Linked DNA regions of Mus musculus: region 2 is linked to region 1. A link is a contact called in public Hi-C data. All regions are on one chromosome and are shown on one strand. Each heading gives the region's core, a stretch centred on a gene start, on an enhancer-like site or on the middle of the called end of the contact. The rest is flanking DNA. Distances are from core to core; before and after follow the strand shown.

Region 1 (4,229 bases), core at 502-3,001:
TGCAGTGCCAGATCGTGCACCCTTGCCAGTAATGCGGGAACAAACAGCCCACATTCCAGTGCCCACACTGCTTTCCATCTGAAAACCAATTTCAGTCAGTTTCTTGAGGAAGGGTGGAGATAGTTCAATAGCTTCAGAAAACCTGTGAGTTGTACTTGCAAGCAGCCTGGTATCCTCTTGTCTCTGTGTGGAGCCTGTTATTGCTTAGACTCTGGTTAATGATACTTCCCCAGTAAGTTGTAGCCCCATACCTGACTGTCTTCTACCACTTTTAAGTATTTGACAGTGCATTAGGCAAGGTTGGAGCATAGGGCTCTTGACTGAAGATTTTGACTATAATATTTACTCGGGCATTACACACTATGTGCCAGAAACTGTTGGGTACTGCAGGTATGCCAGTGAATAGGATGAAATCACTGTCATTAAGAAGCTCCAGGACGTTGGCTCAGCAGATAAAGGCACAGCCACCAAGCCTGACAACTTGAGCTTGATCCCTGGGATCCACATGGTAGAAAAAGAGCACCAACTCCCAACATTTTTCTTACCTACATACATGTGCATATATGGGCACACCCAGAGGAAATAAGCAGAAGTTTTCTTAAGAAACAGTCACTATGACTATCAAGGAAAAGGTCCTTTAATAGTATGTCAAGGCTATATACCCCATGTTGAGGAATGAAGTGATATACAGCCAACATATCTTAATTTTTTTAATGCTGAACATAGCACATGATTTTAGTGCTTGTACAGATGAGGAAAAACTTGCAAAAGTACACAAAGTGGCATCTATTGTCTGTCTAAGCATTCCAAACCTGGTGTCTTTTGTTCTAAACCTCCCATTCTTCCTATTAAACCCCTTTTCTGTGACCAGAACCTTAATATGTTAGACCAGACTTAAGGTAACCTCATGTAGCTAAGTAAGAAGCCTGGGGTGATCTGTTCATTGATGAAATCTCTTAAGATGAGGGCACTTGACAGACACTTCCCACTCGCTTTCCACCCTTGGTCTCAGTTCATCAGCTTAACCACCCACTGGATTTGTCTTTCTAAAGCCTTTCCCCTTATGACTCTTCTGTATGCAGCATTACTCAGCAGGAGAGTGAAGTGACATTTCAAATCTACCTTGAGGGACCTGGAAGAAAGAACTCTTAATGGCCACTTTGTACAGAAGCCCAGTGGGCAAGTGAGATACTCAGCCTGAGGATGCCAGAGGACATGTCTATTCTAATTCCCTTTTAGAAGTCTCATGAGATTAACCTATTCATCTCCTTTGGTTTCTGTCCTGTTGACCAGTTGAATGTAATGTTCCCTGTGCTGTTTCATTTGCAGACTTCCCCATTGATCCATAGGGTAGAGCAGCCTGGGATGATACAAATGACTTTTGCTCTGCTTTCCCAACCTTTTTCAAACTGTTAATGAGCCAGCATTCAAAATAGGTTTAGGCTTCTCCAATATGGAATATGGATGTCCAGGGCACAACTAAGTTTTCTTGCAGATTTGCTTCAACTCTCTGCAGGCAGCCTCAGAACTAAGGGTACACATAGGCTTCCAGTATACAGCCATACACCTAGGATTGGAGTGATGGCTCCAAGATTTTCCCTGTGACTGCACTTATAGATTACAAGTATTTGATGATTGTGTCCTGTGAGCTTGAGCTGAGAGCTGTGTCTTGTGATAACGGCCTCCAGTCCCAACCCACTACTGTTGCCAGTGCTAACATCAGATCTGGGCACCTTTAGACTCTTGGAGAGGGAGGCAGGCTTCAGAAAATTCCAACAGTGACTCAGCTGAAAAACTGGAGACCTGGCATAGAGAGAAGGCTGAAAGTAGAGAAAGTTTAAAATCAGTCTAAAAATAATTACTGCTGATTTGGTCTCTTGTGCTCTGAAATGGCATTAATGAGTTGGAACCTTCTGCCGGGTTGGGCTGTAAAGGGACAGTCAGGTCACTCGAGGGCATCTGACTGTGGGTCACAGTTTCCAGAAACTTGGCTCATTCTGTGGGCTGAAAGAGATCTCAAGCCAGCTTAATTCAGATTTTCCTATTGTTGGCATTCATTTTATCCCTTTATCAGCTGTGCATTTTCTTTATATGTGTATACATATTCTTTGTGAACAATTTTATCTAGATTTGTTTATAACAGAGCAATAATGAACTTTGGGCAGTTTAAAATAGATATATTCACTTATTAAACTATTATTTTTACATTCCAAATTTCTTTGGGCAGTTTAAAATAGATATATTCATTTATTAAACTATTATTTTTATATTCCAAATTTGTCCTGTGCCCAGTAATACAGTAATGTCTTTTTATGAATGTTTTACCTTAGCCTTTAATGACTGAGCCATCTCTAGCCCCATCAATTCTGTAGCAATTGTCTTGCTTTTTAAAACACGTATCTGCTTGAAGCAATAGGCCTTAGCTCCTTTGCTTCTGTTCAATGTGAGCTTTTTACAGGATGCAGCTAGTTCCGGCCATCACTTTCCCGAAAGTATTATATTCCATGTCATTCTTTTTATTCTTTATTGTTCGTGGTGCTGTGTTTCTCTGCCTCTCTGCTTCTTCCCTACTTCCACACAGTGTTTTTAGAAATCAGACTCTTTGTGAAATGCCCTGTATAGTCATTTTGGCTTTCTATGTCCTTGAATGTTAGTCTTCATTATACTGTAAGAGCTTTATTTATACGCTCCAACCTTTAAATTAACATAAATAATTTCATATGAAGCATGTTTGGGTGTAGTAAGGGTATAGTAATTAGGAACTTAAAGTAATAAAACATAGGGATTTTGGCTGGAGTTTTCAAAGCTTTAGTGTATCTTTAGTGTATCTATCCTCACAGGGATCTTGTTAAAATGCAGATTCTGGTTCAGACCTCAAGTGGTGTTTTAGGTACATTTTAATGAGTTCTTACCATGGCCATCCCTAACTTTTGAGACCTTTCTTTTTAGGTCCCCTGAACTTCTGGTAGGTGAGATTTATCATCTGTGGTTGATGATCTTAAAAGATTTGAACAAAAAGGAGATGTGCTAAGGACATGAAAATAAGTAGACACAAGGTCTCAGTAATGATTGCTGTAGCTAGTGAATGATGCACTTCTGTACTGTGCTCTGCTATGGGATGGACATTGCTAACCTCAAAACTTTGTTAAGATAGGCTAATACTTATTAGGATTTAGGGAAAGATTCATATCTGAGATGTGTTTTGATGTTCAGTGAGTGGAAAAGTTGCTGTTAGTAGGAACTTAACTGAACCTGGTCCAAGTCATAAAATAGATGACTGACCATCTCTTGAGAAAGTGGAATCAACTAGTGTGGGTTGTTATGCCATTTTCTATTTGGATAGGCTTGTTACCATAGTAGAGGATTCCTTTTGTTGGTGTTTGAGGAAGATGGATCTTACTATGTAGCTTTAACTAACTTAGAGCTTGCTGTGTAGACTAGACTGTCCTGGAACTCACAGAGATCCACCTGCCTCACCTCCAAGTCTTGGGATTAAGGGAATATGCCATCAGGCCATGCTCATAGTAGAAGCTTTCTGTAGATAAAATTCCTGTTGTTGACAAGATAATTTGCAAGAATTCCAAGATACTAACAGTTTGCAAGTTAGCTGAGATAAATAGAATTTGTAGCTGGCAAAACATGTATCAATACAAGTGAATATAATAAACTGGAGGGAAGGAGGAAAATCACCTGTATTGACTACTGTGTTGGTTTGGGGCTATTTAAAAAGCACTTACAAAACAAAATCAAAACCAATTTGGGTAAAAGCATAGTTCCCATAGCCCATTCTTGTCCTTAGTGTCCCTAGCTATGACCCCTTTAAACTACTTATTTCCTTTTACAATTTTTTTCATATGTCTTTGTGCTATGTGATGATGCAAAAACACAGGTCTCACCTAAAAGAAAATAGAGGTCATTTATTTTGGAGCCCAGTATGAATGACCATACCTTGGGAACACAAATTCAGGTTTCCTCAAATATCGTGTTCCCAATGTGGTAACAGTTTGATGAAATTTTTATAGTAACAAAAGACAGTCATAAATTAAAGCACTTGAAAAATACACTGATGATAGCCAGGTGTAGTGGTTATATGTTGTAATCTCAGCACTTGGGAGATGAAAAGATCACTAGTTTGAGACCAGCCTAGTGTACATAGATAATTCCAAGCCAGCAGGTGATGAATGGTAAGACCCTGACTCAACAAACAAACAAACATTGATTGAAATGCC
Region 2 (4,229 bases), core at 883-3,382, 320 kb before region 1:
ACCCACTTACTGATTGATATCTACTGTGTACCTTTAGTGTCGGCAGAGACAGACTTGGCCTACCTTTGTAGACCCAGCAGTGGTTCTCAACTTCCCTGATACTGTGACCTTTCAATACAGTTTCACATATTGTGGTGACCCCCAACCATAAAATTATTTAGCAGCTACTTCATAATAGTAATTTTGCTACTGTTATAAATTGTAATGTCAATATCGAATATGTAGGATATCTGATAGAAGACCCCCAAAGGGGTTTCAGCCCACAGGTTGAGAACCCCTGCCTTATAGCCTAGCAAGGAAGATGGATTGAGGATAACTACGAAGTAACTACTCAATTATAGTTGATTCCTTCACTGGGTTTTGTTCTTGGTGGTGTTTGCGGTATCAGGAAGCCAGACATATAGGAGCCCTTGTCTTTGTGGGACAGTGTACCGAAGCACACAGTGAATGAGAACAGGAGGAGTGAATCCTATGATGTAAGTGTTAGAAGGAACAAGAGACGGGAGAAAGTGATTGGGAGTGTGGCTCAGTGGGCAGGGCAGCTGCTACTGCTAAGTTCTGAATCACTTGCTGACTCTGTAAAACTCTTCTCTGTCTTCCTCACCAATGTGATGGTGTTAGGAGCGTCTGAGAAGGGACTGGGCCATGAACACAGAACTCTCAGGAATGGAAATCCTGCCCTGAAAAGAAGTCTCAAAGAACCAGGCCTTTGCATAAGGGAACAGAGCTAGATGGTGCCAGCTGTGAGCTGGAGAGAAGATCCTCCCCAGACTCCAAACTTGCTAGCACCTCCATCCTGAACTTCCCAACAGACAGAACCGCGAGAAACACACTTCTATCCTTTATAAGCCACCCAGCCTCATTGTGTATTGTTATAGCCCTGGAATGGACCCGGATAATACGCATCGGTTTCAGAGAGAAGGATCAAGGAAGTGAAGATTGTAGATGGGTTGGAGTTACTGGCCATGCCAAGTTAAGACAGGGAGTTAAGAGAGGCTGAGAGAGGAAGGAGTTCATGTCTAAAAGGCCAGTTGGAAGGGTTGTCTCTGCATGCATAGAAATCACCAAGAATCAAAACAAGGGTGGTGGGGGAGGGGAAGAGATGGCGATTCAGGTACCCAAACCACCAAGAATCAAGGGAGAGTAGCAGGGGTGTTGGTAGCTGATGTAGCAATGAGGGCTTCGGGCTGACAGTCTCATGATGGTCAGAACTCCAGGATGGCTTTGGCCTGGAATGATGTACAAGAATGGATGTTTACTCAGAAGCCAGCTGAGCATCCCAAGAATACTTCATCCTGAACATGGAGGAGAGGCAAAGGACTGAGAGGCTCTGTGATGGAAGGAGAGTAGGTAGAACAAAGGTTTGGGCATCACCAGATACACACGGTGGAACAGATGTTAAAGGAACCTGAAGAGTCACAGGGATAGGGTGACACAGCGACCATTGTGTAATGAACGTATATGAACTTGAGCAAATTACCCTCTGTGTGTGTGTGTGTGTGTGTGTGTGTGTGTGTGTGTGTGTGTGTGGTGTTTGGAGACAGAATTTCTTTATGCAGCCTTGACTGTCCTGGAACTTACTCTGTAGACCATGCTGGCCTTAAACTCAGAAATCCTCCTGTCTCTGTCTCCCAATGGCTGATTTCAAAGGTGTGAGCCACCACCACCTGTCTTGAACAAGTTATTTAATCTTTTCTCCTAGAATTAGCTCCGCAAAAGAAGCAATGGTGCTAATCTCAAGGCTGTCTAGAAGATTGGGAGAGGTCTCTTGAGTATCAGTGGCCAGTATGATGCTCACACAAGAAATGACCGTTAAACATTGAAATCTCTAGAAGCTACCTCTTCCAAAACACTGCCGAAACCTTGGTAGAATGGATCTCAGCATTGCTATTGGCCCCCAGGAAGGCCTCTCCTGTTTAGAAAACAGATTCCTTATGAGAGGGATATGAACTACCCTGATGCACTTGATTAAATGCACTTGGAAATAGGCGAATCTGAGGATAGATGTTTGAAGTGAGCTTTGAGAAGGTAAAAATGAAGTGGGAAGGTGGTATTGGCATACACAAACCATCTGGACCTGTGGAGGGGCTGGGTGACATGCCCTTAGTTCGTGGAAACAAGCACAGGCTGTTCTGAGCCAGACTGCAGCCAGGATATGTGAGCGCCAGCTGTCCGGACCTTCCTGCTGGCAGTTATGCCCCAAGCCTTTTCCAAGAGCGAAAAGCCATTCTAGAAGAGCCAGAATGGAGGCCCAGACTAACTGGTCATGGCCTGTTATCCACACAGCAGCCAGTCGATCCATAGGGTGTCAGGAAACCATGTAATTCTTGGCTTTTAGATCGTTGGGATCTTTCAGAGACATCTGAACAGAGCTTTAGTGGGTGTTTGTGGCTGTCTCTTCTCATTCTCTGTCTCTCTGTGTCTCCTTCTCTCCTGCCTCTCTGTTGACACAAGCTTTGGTGTTCAGCTGTCTTGAATCTGGTTGTGAAATGGCATGTAAGACACAGATAGCCTGCAAGTTTACCCAGTAAGCTGTGCTCTCTGCATTTCTTCAGGTCAGGTAGGGCACAGTGCAGGGAAAGGCCCCCTGTGCAGGACACAAGGAACAGATTTCCAGTAGAGAAGCTCAAACTGGGGTTCCAGATGCTAGGAGCTGAGCGGGACAGGGCACTCTAGCATGCCCCTGTGTGTACACATGAGTGCTTATGGACTTGCATAGCCAACAAGTCTACCATAGAAAGGCATTCTCAGGTCCTGAGACCATCCAGCAAACATCTGCCTGCCTGCCTTTTAGAATTACATTGGTTCCTGCTAGCTTGGTATTGGGTTTCTTTAAGCTATGTAAGTATTGGCTTTAGTCAAGGTGTTAGCTTCAAGCCCCACTCTAAGGTTTATTTTTATTAGTTTAACTTATGTGCATTTGTTTGTGCATGCAGGAAAGTATGTGCACATGAGTGCAGGTGCCCACAGAAGCCAGGGGTATTGGATTCCCCTGAAGCTGGGTTCACCTGTAGCTGTGAGCTGCTTTAGTGGGTGCTGATGACTTGGGTAAACACTCTTATCTGATGAGCCATCTCTCCAGCCCCACACTTCCTCCCCTGAGGTACTCAGGGTCCATAGAAAAGAAGATCTGATCCCTGCCTAAGGGGGTTCATAGGATTATCGAAGGGAAATAATGACAGCTGCTCTGAGATGAGGCAGAACACAACACAATGGCCACAGAAAAAGCACACAGAAAATTAAGCTTCAACAAGAGAAGTCAGATCGATGGTTCTAATGCAAGAAGTAGCTAATTTGTGCTAGCCTTGAAGCTTGGAGGGGTTTTGACTAGGGGGAGTGAGCTGGGTTGGGGCAGGAGGGGGGCAGCTGTGAGGAAGACATTCCTGGGGAGGGCACCGCTCATGGAAAGGCAGGAATAGCCTGCCAGGAGCTTCCATTGTGTTAAGCCCTTCAGCTGAGTACAGAGATTGGAGAGGAGGAGACCTCAAAGGCAGGAGTTGGGTGATGACAAGGGTTTCAGGTCAGGGACTGTCTTTACAACTGGCTTATGAATAGATCGACGGGGTGGGCGCTTGTGTGGCTGGAGGGAGCTGGGCATGGATGGGCCTGGGTAGCACAAAGGAGCCAAGCACACAGAAGGCTCTCTTCCTGGCTTTCTCACTTGTTTGAGGTCCGTGAGGGCTTTGTGTTAGATTTTGGCTCTCTGGGTGTCCTCTGAGCCAGCATACACCTAGTGCCACTGGGCTTTGAAGAGCCGAGTGCACAAGCTATTTTTGTGTTCCTTCAAATACCCATGTTTATTTTTAAACTCAGGACTTTGTAAAGCTGGGGTGTATCATGCAATCTTTGCTTTTGAGTAAAAAGGTTCTCTGAGGCCAGCGGAACCTGCAGAAGGTGTTCCTGAGCCATGCAGTGGCAAATGTCTTGTCTCTTACATTAGAAGGGAGAATTAATTTGCTTGAAAACAAATCCTGGAAAGAGGAAGCCCTCATATGGTTGGACAGCTCTTAACATGTGCTGACTGATCTGTGGCAGGCAGAGGTGCTCATCTGTGGAAGGGCTCCGTGTTGGAGTCAGGGCCAGTCAGCAGGCTGGGATGTCCATCTGAACCTGTGTCTCCATGATCACCCCCTGACGGCAGCCTGCCTCCGTTAGAATAGAATGTCTCTTATCTTTTAAGCATATGTAAGCTATAACTGAAAACTGAAAGATTAACTTAGAGTTCAAGA

Evidence for each region. Hi-C and Micro-C count contacts between places; a contact is called where the count stands out from the background.
Region 2: a Hi-C map of liver shows a contact between it and region 1, with 2.0 times the contacts expected there. The contact joins two enhancer-like sites. A contact is called at or near these places in 5 of 39 promoter capture datasets (the 3T3-L1 cell line, embryonic stem cells, liver and 1 more), 1 of 484 Hi-C or Micro-C datasets (liver) and 2 of 9 other capture datasets (adipose tissue and macrophages).

What each region holds. Positions count from the first base shown.
Region 1 is chr7:81,365,708-81,369,936 of GRCm38.p6, reverse strand. All of the region lies in intron 3 of Cpeb1 (cytoplasmic polyadenylation element binding protein 1), which reads left to right. Among named protein-coding and RNA genes, the nearest start is that of Rps17, 23 kb to the right of the region's middle. Within about 2 kb of position 1,751, at least 4 of the 459 cell types and tissues checked have an H3K27ac peak or open chromatin away from gene starts, as enhancers often do. A contact at or near this core is called in liver, where this site is marked.
Region 2 is chr7:81,683,509-81,687,737 of GRCm38.p6, reverse strand. All of the region lies in intron 1 of Homer2 (homer scaffolding protein 2), which reads left to right. Among named protein-coding and RNA genes, the nearest start is that of Homer2, 21 kb to the left of the region's middle. Within about 2 kb of position 2,132, at least 15 of the 459 cell types and tissues checked have an H3K27ac peak or open chromatin away from gene starts, as enhancers often do. A contact at or near this core is called in liver, where this site is marked.